2 separate regions of the Mus musculus genome follow, and region 2 is linked to region 1. A link is a contact called in public Hi-C data. All regions are on one chromosome and are shown on one strand. The core of a region is the stretch at or near the end of the contact, and the rest is flanking DNA. Distances in the headings are between cores, read along the strand shown. Region 1 holds the start of Sec14l4 (SEC14-like lipid binding 4). Region 2 holds the start of Gck (glucokinase).

What was found. A called contact is a pair of places that touch in the nucleus more often than the background predicts.
Region 2: a contact with region 1 is called in a Hi-C map of liver, with 4 times the contacts expected there. The contact joins the promoter of Gck here to the promoter of Sec14l4 in region 1. A contact is called at or near these places in 2 of 39 promoter capture datasets (both in liver), 1 of 484 Hi-C or Micro-C datasets (liver) and 2 of 9 other capture datasets (adipose tissue and liver).

Annotation. Positions count from the first base shown.
Region 1 is chr11:4,029,241-4,033,885 of GRCm38.p6, reverse strand. It overlaps Sec14l4 (SEC14-like lipid binding 4), which reads right to left and starts at 2,104. Exons shown (of 12, transcript NM_146013.1): 1 at 1,987-2,104. The coding sequence starts at 2,040.
Region 2 is chr11:5,913,082-5,917,881 of GRCm38.p6, reverse strand. Gck (glucokinase) reads left to right here and starts at 2,747. Exons shown (of 10, transcript NM_001287386.1): 1 at 2,747-2,915. The coding sequence starts at 2,871. Gm11967 (predicted gene 11967) reads right to left here and starts at 2,615. Exons shown (of 2, transcript NR_166847.1): 1 at 2,486-2,615; 2 at 1,120-1,548.

The DNA.
Region 1 (4,645 bases), core at 855-3,354:
CCACGCCAGGCTAATAATGATAATCCAGCAGAGGATGACATGGGACTGCATTTGGCTTTGCTTACACAATTAAAAATATGTGAAAAAAAAAAAAAGGCCAAACGTAAAGGTAGAAATTCCTACACTGTAGCAAGGGGAACATGAGCACTTGGGGCCTGATGATGCACGATGCCGGATACTAACATTTACAGCCTAACACCTAGAGGCCAGTCTGGAAATAACTGGTGCTCTGCAGTTTACTAAAGCCAGCCTCGGTGCAGCTGATGACCCTGCACAAGTAGCCTATGAGATGACTAAACTTCCAGTTAGCTGCTGTGACAGACCGGCCGACACCACCTGAGTTGGCATGGTCTCTTCTCTGGGATTATCACTGTGCAGCTGTGCATTTAACAACGTCTCCTTGGGCTGCAGAGATGGCTCAGCGGTTAAGAGAACTGACTGCTCTTCCAGAGGTCCTGAGTTTAATCCCCAGCAACCACGTGGTGGCTCACAACCATCTGTAATGGGATCTGATGCCCAATTCTGACATGCAGATAAAGTGCTCCTATACACAAATAAATAAATCTACAAACAAACAAACAAACAAACAGACCCCCCCCCCCAAAAAAAAAACAACTTCTCCTCTTTGGCCTTTTTGTTTTTTGGTAAATTCATAGCCGCCCCTCTCTGCCATTCCGTGTGATGTTCTCGGGTGCACACAAGCGGTAGGTTTGAAGCCTGGCTCCCAGCAGGCAAAGGGAGGATTCACACCAGAAAGCAGCTGCATCCTCAGGAGCCAAAGGAAATTTTGTCAGGGGTGGGGGTTGGAGGGTGTGAAAGGGGCCAGTGCCCTGTAAAAAACAAAGCTATACCTATCCTCCCCTCCAGGTGACTTCTAACTCAGCCTGGAGAGAAGCCACCTTACAGTGCCACACTGAAGACTGTGTGTCTGAAGTGTGACCACAGTGGCCCACCCTAGCTCAGGAGGACTCTGGAAGGAAGTGATCCGGGGCAAGGCAGTACAGAGCTCTGGGCCGTCCTTAGCCTCCCCCTCCTTCCTCCTTTCTCTTCCTATATGTTTTAACATAGCAAGCATTTGTTACTTTTAGTTAGTGGAGAAAGTAGGAGTGGCTGGTGGGGTTCTCTATCATAGTCCACTCCCAGAGACCATGTTTCCAGTTCCAAAAGAACTCAGGAGGCACCGGGTGCCTTCTGAGACCATCAGCCCTGGGAGTCTCATCAGAGGGTCCTTCCTGTTCCACTAAGGACCCCTTAATGGCTGAATCTCCAGGTCCCCTCCTTCACCCAGGATTCTCATGTCTCCCTGTAAGGTTCTTCCGCATGGGAGACACTACAAAACAAGCCGTTCATCTCTTGTTCCTTGAGACAGTGTCACTAAATTCAGGCTGGCCTTGAACCCACAATCTTCTGGTCTTTGTCTCGCAAGGCTTGGGATTCCAGACTTAAACACCTTCAGTACCTGTCACAATTCTTAAGCTTCCCCTTCAAACGAGGTTGAATGAGAACCTGGATGGGACTCCCCTTCCTCATAGCCTTTCCCTTCTCCAGGTACAGCCTGCAGGAGGCTCTCAAAAATCAGACCCCTAGCCCCTCTATTTCTCTGTCATAATTAAAAGTAAACAAGTAAGTCTGATAGGGAGAAGACTGGGAACCCGAGCAACAGAAACCAAACCAAACACTGTTGCAATCTGGCAGGGATCTCCTAATCTGCCTGGCAGAAGTCACTGGCCTGGGAACAGAGGCCAGGGATGGGTGGTGGGAGCTGTGCTGGAAGGCTAAACTTGCAAACACACACACGCACACGCACACACGCGCACGCACACACACCGGCAGTTGCTCAGAGGTAGAGAGAGGTCCTAGCCCAGGTGTGCGCGGGAGGCGCTGGCTTCGCCAACCAGTCCCTGCATAAAGCTGTAGCCAATGCGGGCCGCTTGGGTTCTGCTTGGCTCCCGTGCCTTCCCTCCCGCCTCACCCCTCACCCCTTACCCTGGCCAGAGCCTCCTGCTGCTGCGGGCTCAGGTCCCCGACTTGTCCTCTCATGGTGCTCTCTGCTAGGCCTCAGCTGCTGCCACCTTCACAGGGCTTTACTTAGCAGGTCTGCTGCTGATCCCGCCCCAAGGGAGGCCCGCCCCAAGGGAGAATCCCTGTTCCTGCCCCGCCCTACCCAGTGCTCCCCTGTTTTTGTTTTTCTTTTGTTTTGTCTGCCCCAGGTCATCAAGCCTACCTTAAGGGGACAGAGAGGTGACCAGATCTCAAGAGGTGTCCTGAGAGTCTGAGGTAGCAAGTGGCCCTCACCTCCAGGTCTTCACGCGCTTTCAGGGGGTGGGACTGTAGGTGTGTGGGGAGTGGGTGTTAAGAAAGTGCTCACCTAAGGACAGGTACGTGGAGCACACACTTCCGGAGCCAAGTGGGAGTTGAAAATGTCACCACTTCTGAGTCCTTTTGCCCAAGGAGAGCCCAGCCCCCCTCCCCCGACCTTGAACACAGGCTGCGCTCCACAAATGTTTGCTGGCCAGGAGAGCCCTTATTTGCCAAATGGCTCCAGACCTCTAGAAGTTAGGAGGGATTAGGTAAGACCATGTCTCCTGTGTTAGCAGAATGCCTGGCACGGCACACACAGTTTCAACACTCTATGAAGGCCGTCAGCTCAGGCGGGAACTACAGGATGGCCCAGGGGTGAGCCTCTGGGAGGTAGAGGGTGGGAGGCAGCCACACTGAGTAGGCTGACCTCTCTGGGTAGGATGAGAAAACACAGGCTGCCTTGGCATGAATTTTCTGCAAAGCAGGTGGCACCTGAGCAGGGAGGAGATAGTGAAACAGGCCACTGACACCTTTCCCCTCTGTCGTCCCATGGATCAAATTAAGTTTTAGGTAGGGGGTGACCAAGCAAGGGCTCACTGTCCTTTGGACTATTGTCTGTTGGAGATGTGGTTGGTCAGGAACAAGTATGGCCTGTGCTAGGTAGAAACGGCAAATCAGATTTCAATGACTTAGCACCAGAAACAGTAACTATTTTATTCAGTTTTCCTACTGATACATGTATGTTCATATTATAACTTCAGATATTCTGAAATATACAAAATACACTTTTAAAAAAAGACAGGGTTCTTACGTAGGCCAAGATGTTTCAGACTCACTGTGTAACCACGGAGAATCTTGAACTCTTGATCTTTCGGCTTCCACCTCCCCAGTGAAGGGATTACAGGCAGGGGCCATCAAGTCTGGTATTCTGGGTAATTTTATATAAACTTGACACAAGCTAAAGTTATCAGAAAGGAGGGAGCACCTTTGAGAAAGCCTCCATCAGATTAGGCTACTGGCAAATCTATAGAACATTTTCTTTTTCTTTTTTTCTTTTTTTGAGACAGGGTTTCTCTGTGTAGCCCTGGCTGTCCTAGAACTCACTTTGTAGACCAGGCTGGCCTCAAACTCAGAAATCTGCCTGCCTCTGCCTCCCGAGTGCTGGGATTAAAGGCATTACCACCATGCCCGGCAGGACATTTTCTTAATTAGTGATCGATGAAGGGATGGCCCACCCCCTTGTAGGTGGTGACAGCCCTGGGCTGGTGGTCCTGGGCTCTATAAGAAAGCAGGCTGAGCAATCCAGAGCAAGTGAGCAGTCAGCAGCATCCGCCCATGGCCTCTGCACCAGCTCCTGCCTCCAGGCTCCTGCCCTGTGTGAGTTTCTGTCCTGACTTCCTTGAACAGCAGTGTGGAAGTGTAAGCTGAATAAACCCTTTCCCTCCCCAAGCTACCTTGGTCATGCTGTTGTGTCTCAGCGACAGTAGCCCTAACTGGGACACCTGGTTTATATGGCTCTGGAGCTGGAACACAGGACAAGCCTTCTACAGGCTGAGCTATTCCTCAGATGAAAGGACTCAGGGTGGACTCGCACAAAGTGCATTTATTTTATTTTTTCATAGTTTTTATTTTTTGAAACAGGGTCTCACTACGCAGCCCTTGCCAACCTGGAACTCACTGTGTAGACCAGGCTGACCTTAAACCCAGAGATCCTCCTGCCTCTGCCTCGTGAGTGCTGGAATGAAAGGCCTATTTTGTAATCGATAGATTTTCTTCTCTAAGGCAGTTTTAGGAGTCAGTAGGGGTTAAGAACTGTAAAAGGACATGTCCCTGGCTGTGGTTTCAGAGGGAATATTTTCACTGACCTACAAACCCTCTATGTTCTGCTTATTCTTTCTCCCCTTTGAGAATCCAGGTTCCTGGGCCTGGAGAGGTGACGCGGTGCTTCAGAGCACTTGTGGCTCTCCCAGAAGCCCAGACTCATCCAGCAGCATCTCTCAGGAAGCTCACAACCGGCTGTAACTTCAGGTCCAGGTGATCTGACGCCCTCTTCTGGCCTTCTGGGGCATTACATCACATGGTGCACACACACTCAGAGACACAAACATACATACATATATATATATTTAAATGCAGCTACTAAGCAGTGTGTGGTGGCACACTACTGTAATTCCAGTGTAATTGGGAGGCTGAAGTGGGAGGATTGAAAGTTCCTGGGCTCCATACTACCCACACACATGTGCAGACAAAACATTCATACACATCAAATAAAAATAAATAAACCAGAGCCTAAAGATGATGGCTCGGCAATTAAGAACAGGGTTGCTCTTCCAAAAGACCTGGG
Region 2 (4,800 bases), core at 1,498-3,997, 1.9 Mb before region 1:
TGTTCTTCTGGGTTCCATTCCAACACCCATATACATTTAAAAAAAAAAAAAAAAAGAACCAACCTTACCTTTTTAAAAACTATTTTTGTCTTAAAATTTTAACTTATTATTATTATTATTATATGTGCTTATGGCACACTTGTCCAGCTCAGACAACAGCTCTGTGGAATACCCGCTCTATGGTGTACACACATGAGTGCACACACACACAACCATGCAGTTCTCTCCATCTTACTTTTTCTTTATTTTATGCTTTTGGATGCTTTGCCTGCATGTATGTCTCTGCACTATGCGTGTGCCTGGTGCCCAGAGAGGCTAGAAGAGGGAAGTGGAGTTATAGAAAGTTGTGAGTTATTACCATGTGGATGCTAGGAGTTGACCCTGAGTCCTTTGGAAGAGCATCAGAGTTCTACACTGCTAAGCCATCTTCCCAGCCCCCTCTCTGTCATCTTTACGTGGTTCCAGAGATCAGACTAACGTCACCAGGCTTCCATGGCAAGTGCTCTACCTGCTGAGCTATCCTGTCAGCTTTCACGTGACCTTTGTTACGACTGCACGGAAGTGCTGCCCAATGCTGTGATTATTATTTTTTGATACTAGAATGAATAAGCTTGATTATCAGTTACTATCCTTGTCCTGCTGATACCTTGAGGTAAATGAATAGAAAATGCAGCCACGTGTATGAAATGACTTCTTGAACAAGGCACAGGGACCGGGGTGGGGGAGGGGTGCTCACTGAGTAAGAGCACTTGATGTACAAGTGAGAGAAACTGAGTTTGAATCCCCAGCACCCACGTAAAACCCAAGCATGGCTCTGCATTACTAATACACCAGAAGTTGGAGGACAGGGACAGGCAGAGCCCCGCAGCCAGCTTAGCTGAAAACATAAACTTCATGTTCGCTTCTGTCTCAAACAGAGAAGATGGCAAGTGATAGACAAGACACACATATTCTCCTCCTTTGGCCTCTTCTGCATGGCAGTGCATAGGTGCATGCACGTGCATATGAACACCACACACACACACACACACACACACACACACACACACACATACACACACACACACGCATGCTTGCATACACATGAGAGGAGAAAAAAGGAGGTGGAAGGTCACCAACTAGGACAGAAAATGGTTCCTTCAGTTTACTCACTCCCTCTATCAAATGAAAGATGAAGATGGGAAAATGCTCTAACTCATGGCTGCAAGGCTCTGTTTTTCTCCAAATCCAAGCAGACACAGTGTTCATGCAGCTTTCCATGTCCTGTGCGTCCATCATGAGATCTCATCCCTAAGGCACCTTCTGTCCTGTCCCCTCCTCTCCAGTCGTGACTGTTGAGTGTAGGAAGAACATCGAGCTACGTGTCCTTACTGCAGAATGGTACTCCTGGACGAGGTGGATTCACAGGGGGGGGCGGTGAGTTGCCAGAGTTGTCCTGGGTGCTTAGCCAACTAGATCCCATTCTTCCCTCAAAGGTGCAGTGACTGGAAAGAGACCACGCCCTGGGACATGTTCTGGGAGGATGCTTGCTGCTCATGCGCAGTCTGGCTGAGACAGAAATCCGCTCCGTTTGTCTCTGGCTTTGCATTGGTTCACACCCTTCCTCCCACCTCCCAGAGATTAGAGCTTGAAGATTTGCCTCCTCCTCCTCCTCCTCCTCCTCTATCCTCCTCTTCCTCTTCCTCTCCTGTGACTTGCCCAGGAGATGGGAGCAAGGCTCCCAGGCAGCTCCAAGACCAGCCACCCCAAATTCAGGCATGAGCTCAACCCCCAAAGCAAAAGGGGCTCAGAGCCAGGGGTTGGGTAGTCAGAGGCTTGTCATATGAGGTCTGGTGAGGCCAGCTTTGCTCTATTTTGGGAAAGTGATCAATCGTGTCAAGGGGTGACCATACTGGCCAATCTTGGGAAAACCTGGCATTCTGACAGGCACCCTATGTACCCTGTCATACTTGCCAGTGGCAGCTAATTTTAGCAGGGCTTGGAAATGCCAGCAAGTGCAGAGTATGTTGGGGTCACTCCTGGCCAAACCCAAAGAAAGGTCTAGGAGGTGTCTGAACCCCGTAGAAGAGCCCAGAATGTCCTGAGCATTGCTGTCACAAAATTTAACGGCCTCTTCTATTCTATTTCTTGCTGTTTGGGTTAAAGGAAATTTAAGAAGATTCCACAATAGTTAAAAAAAAAAATTGTTTTACTTGCAGGGGAGGGGGTGTCAGGGAAGCCAGAGGACCTGAATCTTCTCCAGCTTGTATGTGCACAGATGTCCTTCCCATCTGCCCCAGTCCATGCCGTGACCAAACTCTCCCTTCCACAAACGCTTGGCTTCCTTCCTTCCTTCCTCCAGCTTCTCCTTCCCAGCCAAGTTCTATGGTGGAGCCCCAGACTGTGTGGCTGTGCATAGCCAACCCTCCATAGGTGAAACCCCATGAGGATCTCCACTACCCACAAGTCTGAAGCCTCACTGGCTCACACAGCTCCTCGTGCCTACCTGTTTCAAAGCATCCGATCATCATCTTCTGTAACAAGTCTGGAAGGGGGCATGTGAGTGGGCTAGCTCCAGCCACTTCATCAACCTCTCCACAGCAGCTCCAACCAGTGTTCAGAGAACATGGTAGCCTGTCTCATAGCCCTGTCCCTGTGGCCTTTGTCAAACCTGATCCCACGTGGTTCTTTGTCCTGGCCCTGGCCCTGTCCCTGACCCCGTGGCAGTAGGCAGGGTATTTTAGGAGCCACCTCTCAGACTGACCCATTAGTGCAGAAGTCCTTGGCTGCCTGTCTTTTGCAACACTCAGCCAGACAGTCCTCACCCACAGCAGGTGGCCTCGGGAGTCAGGAACATCTCTACTTCCCCAACGACCCCTGCTTATCCTCAGATGGCTGTGGATACTACAAGGAGGGGAGCCCAGTCGTTGACTCTGGTAAGGGCCCCTCACAGGCCAAAGGCCTTGAATTGGGGGAGACCTGGAGGGCAGCATGCTCAGGTTGGAGAGAGGGATTGGTTCAAGGATGAGTGCGATCCTGTAGGAGACCTGGATTTGTCCCTTCTTCCCTGTATCCCTTCTCATTGGTGCTACGATTGTCCAGCTCTTGAGGAGTCCACCAGGGCTTGTTTCTGGAATGACAGTGCCTAGCCTCGGGATGTTTTCTGAGTGCTGCTCATCTCTAAGGGGCACCTCATGGCTGTACTCAGTAGAGTGTGGGGCTTTCTTCTCCAGAAGTATGTGGATGGCTGACCTAGGGCCACTCACTCCTTTGTATAAAGCCACCATAGGACCTTGGAAAAGAGGATCCAGGCTAAGACTGGACATGCAGGTGCTGACACTGTCTCTGGACCTTCAGAACTGTGGCTTTTGTCTGTAGGCTGCTATGGCCCTTGTCCAGATCCTCTGGGGTCTACAGTTCCCTGGGGCTACCTCTCCCACTGCTAAGATGGTAAACACAGCACTTGATGGTGTCTTCTTTTTTTCCTGCATTATAAGGTGGGCAATCAGAGTGTGCTCAGGGATCTGACCCTGCCAGCTCTATCCCTCCCACTTTTGCTATTAGTTCCCTGTGACCTAATCCAGACTTGTATAAGAACATCTCCATGCTAAGGGCTTGTTTCCCCACTGTTTCCCTGAACTGTGTCTGCACACAGCCAGCCATACATACTTGAGGCAGCTATGTGCAGGCAGATGGGTTGCTTAGATTGGTTTCCCAGGATGCCTAATCCCAGTGGATCCCTGCTGCAGCTGCTCAGGCTCGTCCATGTGATCCTCCTAGTGTGTCTCTTCCTAAACCCCCTAGACCAAGCTGTCACCAGATGTCTGTATGTTCTCTAGACCTTACCACATCTCTGTCCTGTGTGCACTGTCACAGTACACAGATTCTGGAGACAGCCTAATGCCACCCAGTTCCACCCTGTCTCAAGAAGTCCGCATTCTGTAGCCAGGCGTCTCTAGCCTTCTCGTGGTTGTCGGGGTGACTCCTTTCTCCCCTCTATGCAACTTCCTCACTTTCTAGGAAAGTGAGGAGCTGCACCCCTCAGCCCACCCTGACACCCACTTCCTTGCCTCACCACCCAACTCAACTCTACTGTCATGTAATTCTCTTCCGTGACTCTCCGTGAGCACTGGCCTCGTGTGGTACTGTGCTTGGACAGATAGACAGACAGACAGACAAACAGACAGACAGCAAATGCTCTCAGCTCTTCTCTAACATCCCACACACCACAGAGCACACTGGCTAGAACTGGCATCAGCTCAGGAAACCTGCCAGTGCTCTTCAGGGGACTCAGGAGAAGGGAGTCCTCCCACAGGAAAAGCCCTATGTTTGCTCGTGGCCATGAACCTTGGTTATGTGTCCTGTGACTTTTCAGACAAGGCCCACAAGAGAATCTAGTGAGCTACCAGGGTCTCCCTGCAGCACGAGGTACTTCTAGAGACACGTGAGAATGGCTAACTGGACACCTGCCAAAGCCAGCTCCTGAAGTCCTGCAGGAAGGATCCCAATGGGCGAGTGTCGGCTCCGAGTCCAGGCTTCTGCTTACAACCCAGCTCCGCACTCTTGGCTCTGTAGGCTCTGCACACCGTGGCTTTGTGGGGGTGGGTTGTAGAGTGTGTGTTTAGCAACCCTGGATTGTCTTGGAATGATTCAGGAATATGGAGTGTCCCAGGGATACCCACGATAGGCCTGGCCCACAATCCTTGCTCATGTGCACAATGCACAGAGGCTGTTAAGACTGACACAATGCCCATTTCCCCTCCCAAACCCGCAGCCTGAGGGCTGTGAAGCCTCTCCCCAGGGTTGCACACTGAGCTGGTG